2 separate regions of the Rattus norvegicus genome follow, and region 1 is linked to region 2. A link is a contact called in public Hi-C data. All regions are on one chromosome and are shown on one strand. The core of a region is the stretch at or near the end of the contact, and the rest is flanking DNA. Distances in the headings are between cores, read along the strand shown. Region 1 overlaps LOC134483007 (a long non-coding RNA gene). Region 2 has its middle 16 kb from the start of Cxxc5.

Region 1 (3,368 bases), core at 834-3,333, 52 kb after region 2:
TGGAACGGCTTCCAGCGCTGGCCCCACCGGGCCCCCCAGCCAGCGCGGGGATGTTTTCCAATACGACGGCATCGCGACTCCCCACCACCATCCCAAAGCAAGGGGGTGGGGGAAGGCGGCAGAGCGCGCTGCGCCGGGCTGGCAGGCAGCCCTCTAACGCGAGCGAGCCGACCCTGAATTTTAAGCGATTGATCAGGAAGCGCAGGCCGTTCCCATCACTTTAGAGCAGCCAAATGCGGAGGCGCAGGGATTTCAAGGGGCCTTGCGGAGGCGGTAATGAGGTCACCGTCACCGCGCCCGCCCGCAGGCGGGAGGAGGCGAAGGTCTGCGGACACAAATGCACACGCGCCTTTGAACACGTGTGTACACCCACCGGTCTTTGAACAGGTCCGCACCCCTGTCATGTGACCCCTGGGCCCCACTACTGACCGAGGCTCTGAGGTAATCACCCCTGGGGCCTGCTTGTTCCGAGCACAAGCAGTCAGAAAATGCTAGAACCTTGCCTGGCCCCATCCATGGGTCTATCAGACGGTTGCCATCACAGGAGCCTCAACCTGCCCTCTATGTTTCTAAAATACTTCCATTTGGTCACCCGTCCATCACACTTTTAAATGAGCCAGCAGTGACAGCTGTGCCCAGGCCCTGGTAGGCAAACAGGTGTACAAGTCCCGATTGCACACCTGACAGCGGTATACACAGGTATACCCCATCGCCTTCCCTTTATACATACAAGCATGCTCATCCAGCACGTGCCCCCATACGTCCCTCCCCGAGGCACACGCGTGTGGACACTTGCTCTCCAGCCCCTGAGGTCGCTGCTGTGTCCAAGCGGCTGGGCGCATACACTGTGGGCCAGCAGCGCCGGTGCAGACCTCGAAGAGAACAAAGGCCGGGCGGGCGAGGGGGAGGGAGGGGGCTGAGCCCCCCGGTCTCATCCTCCTTGGCGATGCTAGTCTGTCTCGGCTCCGCGGCCACCGCATCGAGCGGCTCTGATTGCCGAGTAAATCACCAGGCTGATCTGAATAATTATCGTCTCCTGAAAAAAAGGGGGGGGGGAGAATAAATGAGGGAACAGCCACCTGATTTCTTCGAGCCGGATAGGGGGACTAGGTGGGAGTGGGTGCCCCTGTGGGTCCTGGGAGCATGGACTGGGAAGTCCTCAGGGCAGAGTCCTACCCTAGAAGGGGCCGTTAGGCTCCGCTGCATTCAACGCCCCAGTTAAGTCAGGTTCACTGGAGCTCTTCCCCTCCCCTGCTAGGCCTGGTGCCTTACACCAATAGCTTCCCCCTCTCGCCACCCCCACCTCCCACCCCGCCAGCCCTGTAGGGCACCCTTCTGTCTCCAGGGCTTAGTTAAGCTTGTCTGCTCCCTGGAACACCTTCTCCCCAGCCCACACTCTTATTTTGTCAGGCTCTCTCATGTCTGAAGGGCAGCTTCTCTGCTTCCTGTGGGAATTCATCTCAACTATCCAGCCTGCCCTCCCATCCTGCCCTCCTCCATGGGTCAATATTTGGTTCCACATTGATGCCAGTGTGTTCTAGACTCCACAGCTGAATGGCAGCTTTGGGGTAGAAACAGGTTTGGGTTTCTTTGTTTGTTTGTTTTAAAGAAAATGTTGAGTTGGAGAGATGGCTCAGAGGTTAAGAGCACTGACTGCTCTTCCAGAGGTTCTTAGTTCAATTCCCAGCACCCACATGACCACATAACCATCTGTAATGGGATCCCATATTCTCTTCTGGTGTGTCTGAAGACAGCAACAGTGTACTCATCTACATAAATAAAATAAATAGATAAGTCTTTTTCCCCCCCTTTTTTTCGGAGCTGGGGACCGAACCCAGGGCCTTCCGCTTGCTAGGCAAGAGCTCTACCACTGAGCTAAATCCCCAACCCCTCTTTTTTTTTTTTTTTAAAGAAAATATTGGTAGTAATGACAATAGTAGCAGTTGCTGTTTCGTCCTGAGTTTTACTGGGATGGGCTGGCTCTGTGTGGAAACATCATCTTCAAAATGTATTTCTTTCTATGTACACATTCGTGTATTGTACATATGTAAAGGTTACGGAACAACTTGCAGGAGTCAGTCCTCTCCGTTCACCATGTGGATTCTGGGAATTAAACTTGTCAAGATTGGTGGTAAGTACTTTTACCATTGACTATTTTACTGTCCCCCTCCCCCACGCCGCCGCCGCCTCGCCCCCCTCCGGCACACTCTCTAGCCAAGGATGGCCTGAACGCCTTCCTGATCTCCTGCCTCCACCTCCCAATACTGGACTCCCAAGTCACGAGCCATACCCTGCCTGGGAGCATCGTCTTTGAACAAGTGTAGTGGCTCATATCTGTAATCCTAGTTCTCAAAAGTCTGAGACAGAAGAATTGTCATGAGTTTGAATCTGTCCTGGACTACATAGTGAATTCCAAGCCAGCCTGGACTACACAGCAACACAGCAAGAACATTTCTTTACAGAATAAAACAAAGGAGGGTGTGGTGGCATACACCTTTAGTCCTAGCACAGAGGAGTCAGAGGCAGATGGATTTGAGTTTGAGGCCAGCCCAGTGTGCAGTGTTCTAGGTCAGACAGTTACACCGAGAAACCTTGTTGCAAAAACCAAACCCACCAATCAAACAGAAAAAAAATCTCTCCACAGATCTTCCCTGTTTTAGTAACCAGGAACTGAGGCTTACTTAGCAAGAGGAAACATGGATACCTTCCTCCCGAGGAGAACAGTGCTGGCCACCTACATCCTTCTGCATTTGCCTGTGTCTTCATGGGCTGGAGGCCCTGCCCCCAACCCAGTCTCCAGCCCTGTCTCAGCCTGCTTTTCTAATTCTGCCTTCCCTAGCTTCAGGAGGGACACAGTCCATGCATTGTGACCTCCCCCCCAAAGGGCATGACCTTTTTCCATAGCCCCAACATCAAAGGAGGGGCAGCTCTTTGGTTCCCTGCATCTCCTGCCTGAAATGGTTCCAGATGTGAGGCCTTGCTGGGTGAACCTTCTGGAAGCTGCCCTGGAGAGAGGCCTGGGATCCCCATGCCCACTTCCCTGCAAGCGCTCCCACTCTGGGAGCAGAACATGGTCACTGAGGGGATTGTGGTTAGTGAATAATTTTTGAAGAGGCTGAGGAAGGAGAAACCCTTTCAGGCCTAAGGGTCTGGAACAGGAGAGATGGAGGCTATATCTCTTGCTAGGTTTGCAATTTACCTGAATGGAGGACAGACTTCTGGATCTGGGATGTAAGAGCCACGGTTAAGGTTAAAGTTTGTTCTTTCGAAAAAAATATTAACAGACTTTGTTTGTTCTCTCTCTCTCTCTCTGTCTCTCTGTCTCTGTCTCTCTCTGTCTCTGTCTCTCTCTCTGTCTCTGTCTCTCT
Region 2 (3,669 bases), core at 640-3,139:
TAACTGTTGTGGCCCGAGACCCAGGCTGGAATCCACTCTGAACTAGAGCATTCTTTCCAAGGGAGCCAATGCCCAGTAGTTTTGTGAATGCGTTTTTAGACCGTGGAAGGGTGCTCTTAGGTAAAACATTAATAAACTGCTTCACATTGATGGAGAAGATTAAATGTAAATTAGATAATTAAAAATGAAGCTGATGCCTGCTGCTTGGTGCTATTACCTCTTATTAAAAGTTATGAGAGGTGGCCTTGGGTGGCGGCTGGTTGAGGGTTTCTGAAGAGGGTAGCAGAGGCAAAGGGACCCGGTTTGGTCTTACAGGTCCAGCAGGTGGGGAAACAGGGCGCTCCTGCATCCTATCTACACATGGAGGGCATGGGTGTTCACAGCCCTGAATACGGACCCAGGTTCTCTTCCTAGAGTTCTCGTGTTTCTTCATCTGTGAAAGAGGTGAGAGCAACATGGTCCCCACAGCTCTGGGGAGGATCACGCAACTCCAGGCCAGCCTGTCTGAAAAACAAAACGAGAGCCGGGCGTGAGATGCAGCTCAGTTGGGAGAGTGCATGTTAGTGACTGGGAAACCCTGCATCGAGTCCCCAACCAACCTTAGTCTGTAAACCCAGCACTCCAGAGGAGGTGGAGGCAAGAAGATTAAGAAATTCAAGGACATTCTCTGCTAGTCACAGGCCAGCCTGGGTTACAAGAGTCACCGAATCTACAAAACCACGCGCATACATGCTTGCACACATACATATATGCATACATACTTGTCTTGAGCTAGCCAGGAGTAAGGTCACATAGTTTGTTAAATAGCTTTGATTACTTGTATCACCCAAATCATCAAGATAGTTCTCAGCGGCTGGCTCCTAGCCGAGGACTAAGGCCTTCCACGATAGGCTACAGGGAATGGTTACTACGGGTTGATCAAAGCTGGGATAGAGCAAGGGAGTAAGGGTCCACAGTCATGCATTATGAGGTTGAGGTAGGTCGATCTGGGACAGTCCTCCCACGCAAGGATCCTGTTTCCTGATGTTGCACTGGCTCCTGGTTATTAATCTACCCTGTGTTCCTGGCTTTGTGCTGAATGTGGGGATCCCGGGTGAATGTTTCCGCCGTGAGAGAGGCAGCCCTGGGTAATAAGTCCCTAGGGGGTGGCTATTCCGAGCAAGCCCAGAACAGGCAAGCCTGTGTGGAGGGGGAGGCGTGTGCGTCCCAGGACGCCCTGGAGGAACTTTGTGGCTCCTGATTTCCCCGACCCTGGCACAGTGGAAGCTGGGCGAGGCAGGTAGCCGGCCCGCAGCATCCGAGGCAAGGAGGCTGAGAGCGTTGGCCAGGCCTTTGGTGGGCTGTTCAGGGTGCGCGCCGAGGGGGTGGGAACGCGGAGCGTGTGAGTCACCATTTCTGGGCCAGGCAGGCGGCGACTGCGGAGCGGGGGGCGCATTCCTGGCTGGCAGGGCGGCCGGCACTAATGTCTTTCCCACATGGCCCCGAGTTCCCCGCTCGGCACGATCACACGGGCAAGACGCTCCCGCGGCCACCCCCGCCCCAGCTGCCTTCTTCCCACAGAACCGTGGAGGGGGAGGGCGGCGACGAGGCGAGTGCAACTGGGCCTCCCGAGGTGGCCGGCCCTCGCACGGTGCCGGGTGCACTGGGAGCCACTGAGGCCGGGGCTCCCATGGATTCCCGGCCAGTTTCAGTCTACCCTTTCCTGGCCTGCATACAGCTGGGTGTCGGAGAAGCACTGGCAGCGAGATCCCCAGTAACTTCGGCCCCTTGGGACTGAGGCTGCCGCCACCTCCTCCTCTTCTTCCCGTCGTGGCCTCTGGGCCAAGCTCTAGGCTAGGGCTGTATGAAGCAGCAACGCCTCCGGAAGGGTCTGGGGAGGGTGGTTCCTGGAAGAGGCCACACCCAGTGCCTCATTCCTTGGTTTGGAGGACAGCCCTTGCCAAGGCCAAAGGGACTGTGAGCACTGCTTCCCACGCAGTTCTTGTCCCTGGGCCAGGCCCCTAGGGGGAAACTGAGGCTGCGAGGGCGGCCCACCCAGAGCTCCCTGTCTGCTGGGGGAAGTTGGCGGTTGTCCCTCCAGCTGGGCTTAGAAGCGCTAATGAGAGTTAAATGTAGGTCGTGAGTCACCTCGGAAAGGGGGATGGGACCACCCTCAGAAGTGAAGGGTGAATAGCTTTGCCACACTGCTTATCCCCACCCCTAATCCCCACTTCCTCTACACCACATCCCCTAGCCCTTGGGAAGGTGACCCTGTCATCCTGGGCCTGACTTCCCTAAAAGATGGCTGTCTCAGAAGTAGAGGCTGTGGGGCCATAGAGAAACTCCACATCTAGCACCTGGGATCTCATGACCGTGAGTTCTGGGGTTTGGTCATGAGTTGGGATGGGGGCTGGGCAAAGAGCCCAGGCCACCCTGAAAATCCCCCTACTGGCTGTCTGGCCGTCCTCAGGCCACCAGGCTCTGACCACACAGGGTGTCTCTCCTACACCCCCACACCCAGCTCCCTCCAGCCAGCACAGGGACTTCCGTTTGCAGTCCTCATGACATGGCAGTGTGTGCGTACATACTTGCCTCTGTGACGGGGTTTGTCACTGCGTGTGACTAAATGTGCACTTGAGTATATTTATGTATGACTGTCAGTGTCCAAGTGAGCCTCAGGGTTGTAGGGCCTGGGGAGGGAATGGTTTCCACATGCTTGTCTGTTTTATTGGTTGTGTCTTACCGTATGACTGTATGTGACTGTGTCAACCTCACCCTACCCACGAGGTCCCTTGCTTCTCCTTAGAGCACACCACTATCACCACCAAGAGAAACAGGGTTAGGGAGTGAGTCTGGAGGGAGCTGCAGGGGGACAAAGTATTTCTGTTGCCTTCTGAAATGACCAGGCCGGATGGTCAACACTGGAGGTGGGAGGGTGGACAGTCAAAGGAACGAGACCCCTACCCCCGAAGAAGGGATCCCGGCTCAGCAGTCCCCTCCCTGCTCCCTCTACTCTCAGCCCAGCACCTCCTGGCAAGAGCTTATTTGCATGGTATTTACATTTCATTTGCATCGCGTTCAATTAAAAACCTGACCAGCTCCCGCCTGCCTGGCGCTGCCTGCCCAGCCTGGTGAAAATGTTGGTTGGGCACTGTCGCCTGCCCCCCCATGGACTGACCCATGTGGGAGGGGTCCTCCCTTCAGTGAGATCATCCTAGTCACCCACTCCATGAGTGTGAAAGCTGGAAGGACAAGTGGAGAAACTGAGGTCCTGAAAGGACCACCTAGAACTGCAGGCTAAGGGGTAGTCTCAGAGAAATCACAGCAACAACTGCCTCTTTAAGGAGGAGTTGCTGCTGCAGGAGCATAGCCAGCACCTGCTGTGCACTATCTCAACACTATGGCACTACTCTTTAGTAACCATCCTTGGGTTATCCCTATTTCACAGATGGGAATGCCGAGGCTGAAGAGAGCAAGCCTTAGGTCCACACAGCTAACACAGAATTTAAATATGTCATTTTTACTATCCAGATGCTAAGGAGGAGCAGAATTGCAGGAAGGTCTCCGCTGTCCTGGTGAGCCCAACATCATTAACTCTGGGTGGGCCTGCAAGCTGATCCCCTGAGGCTGGCCCTGACTGCTCTGCTTCCTAAAACTGACAGCTGTGCCTAACTCCTGGCTAAAAGGTGG

What was found. A called contact is a pair of places that touch in the nucleus more often than the background predicts.
Region 1: a contact with region 2 is called in a Hi-C map of kidney, with 2.2 times the contacts expected there. The contact joins two enhancer-like sites. A contact is called at or near these places in 7 of 12 Hi-C or Micro-C datasets (the A7r5 cell line, the Rat2 cell line, Schwann cells and 4 more) and 1 of 1 datasets of contacts at active chromatin or transcription factors (oligodendrocytes).

The regions. Positions count from the first base shown.
Region 1 is chr18:27,794,893-27,798,260 of GRCr8, forward strand. It overlaps LOC134483007 (a long non-coding RNA gene), which reads right to left. Exons shown (of 3, transcript XR_010059801.1): 3 at 811-1,036. Among named protein-coding and RNA genes, the nearest start is that of Psd2, 43 kb to the right of the region's middle. Within about 2 kb of position 2,084, at least 11 of the 93 cell types and tissues checked have an H3K27ac peak or open chromatin away from gene starts, as enhancers often do. A contact at or near this core is called in kidney, where this site is marked.
Region 2 is chr18:27,743,547-27,747,215 of GRCr8, forward strand. No RefSeq gene overlaps it. Among named protein-coding and RNA genes, the nearest start is that of Cxxc5, 16 kb to the left of the region's middle. Within about 2 kb of position 1,890, at least 72 of the 93 cell types and tissues checked have an H3K27ac peak or open chromatin away from gene starts, as enhancers often do. A contact at or near this core is called in kidney, where this site is marked.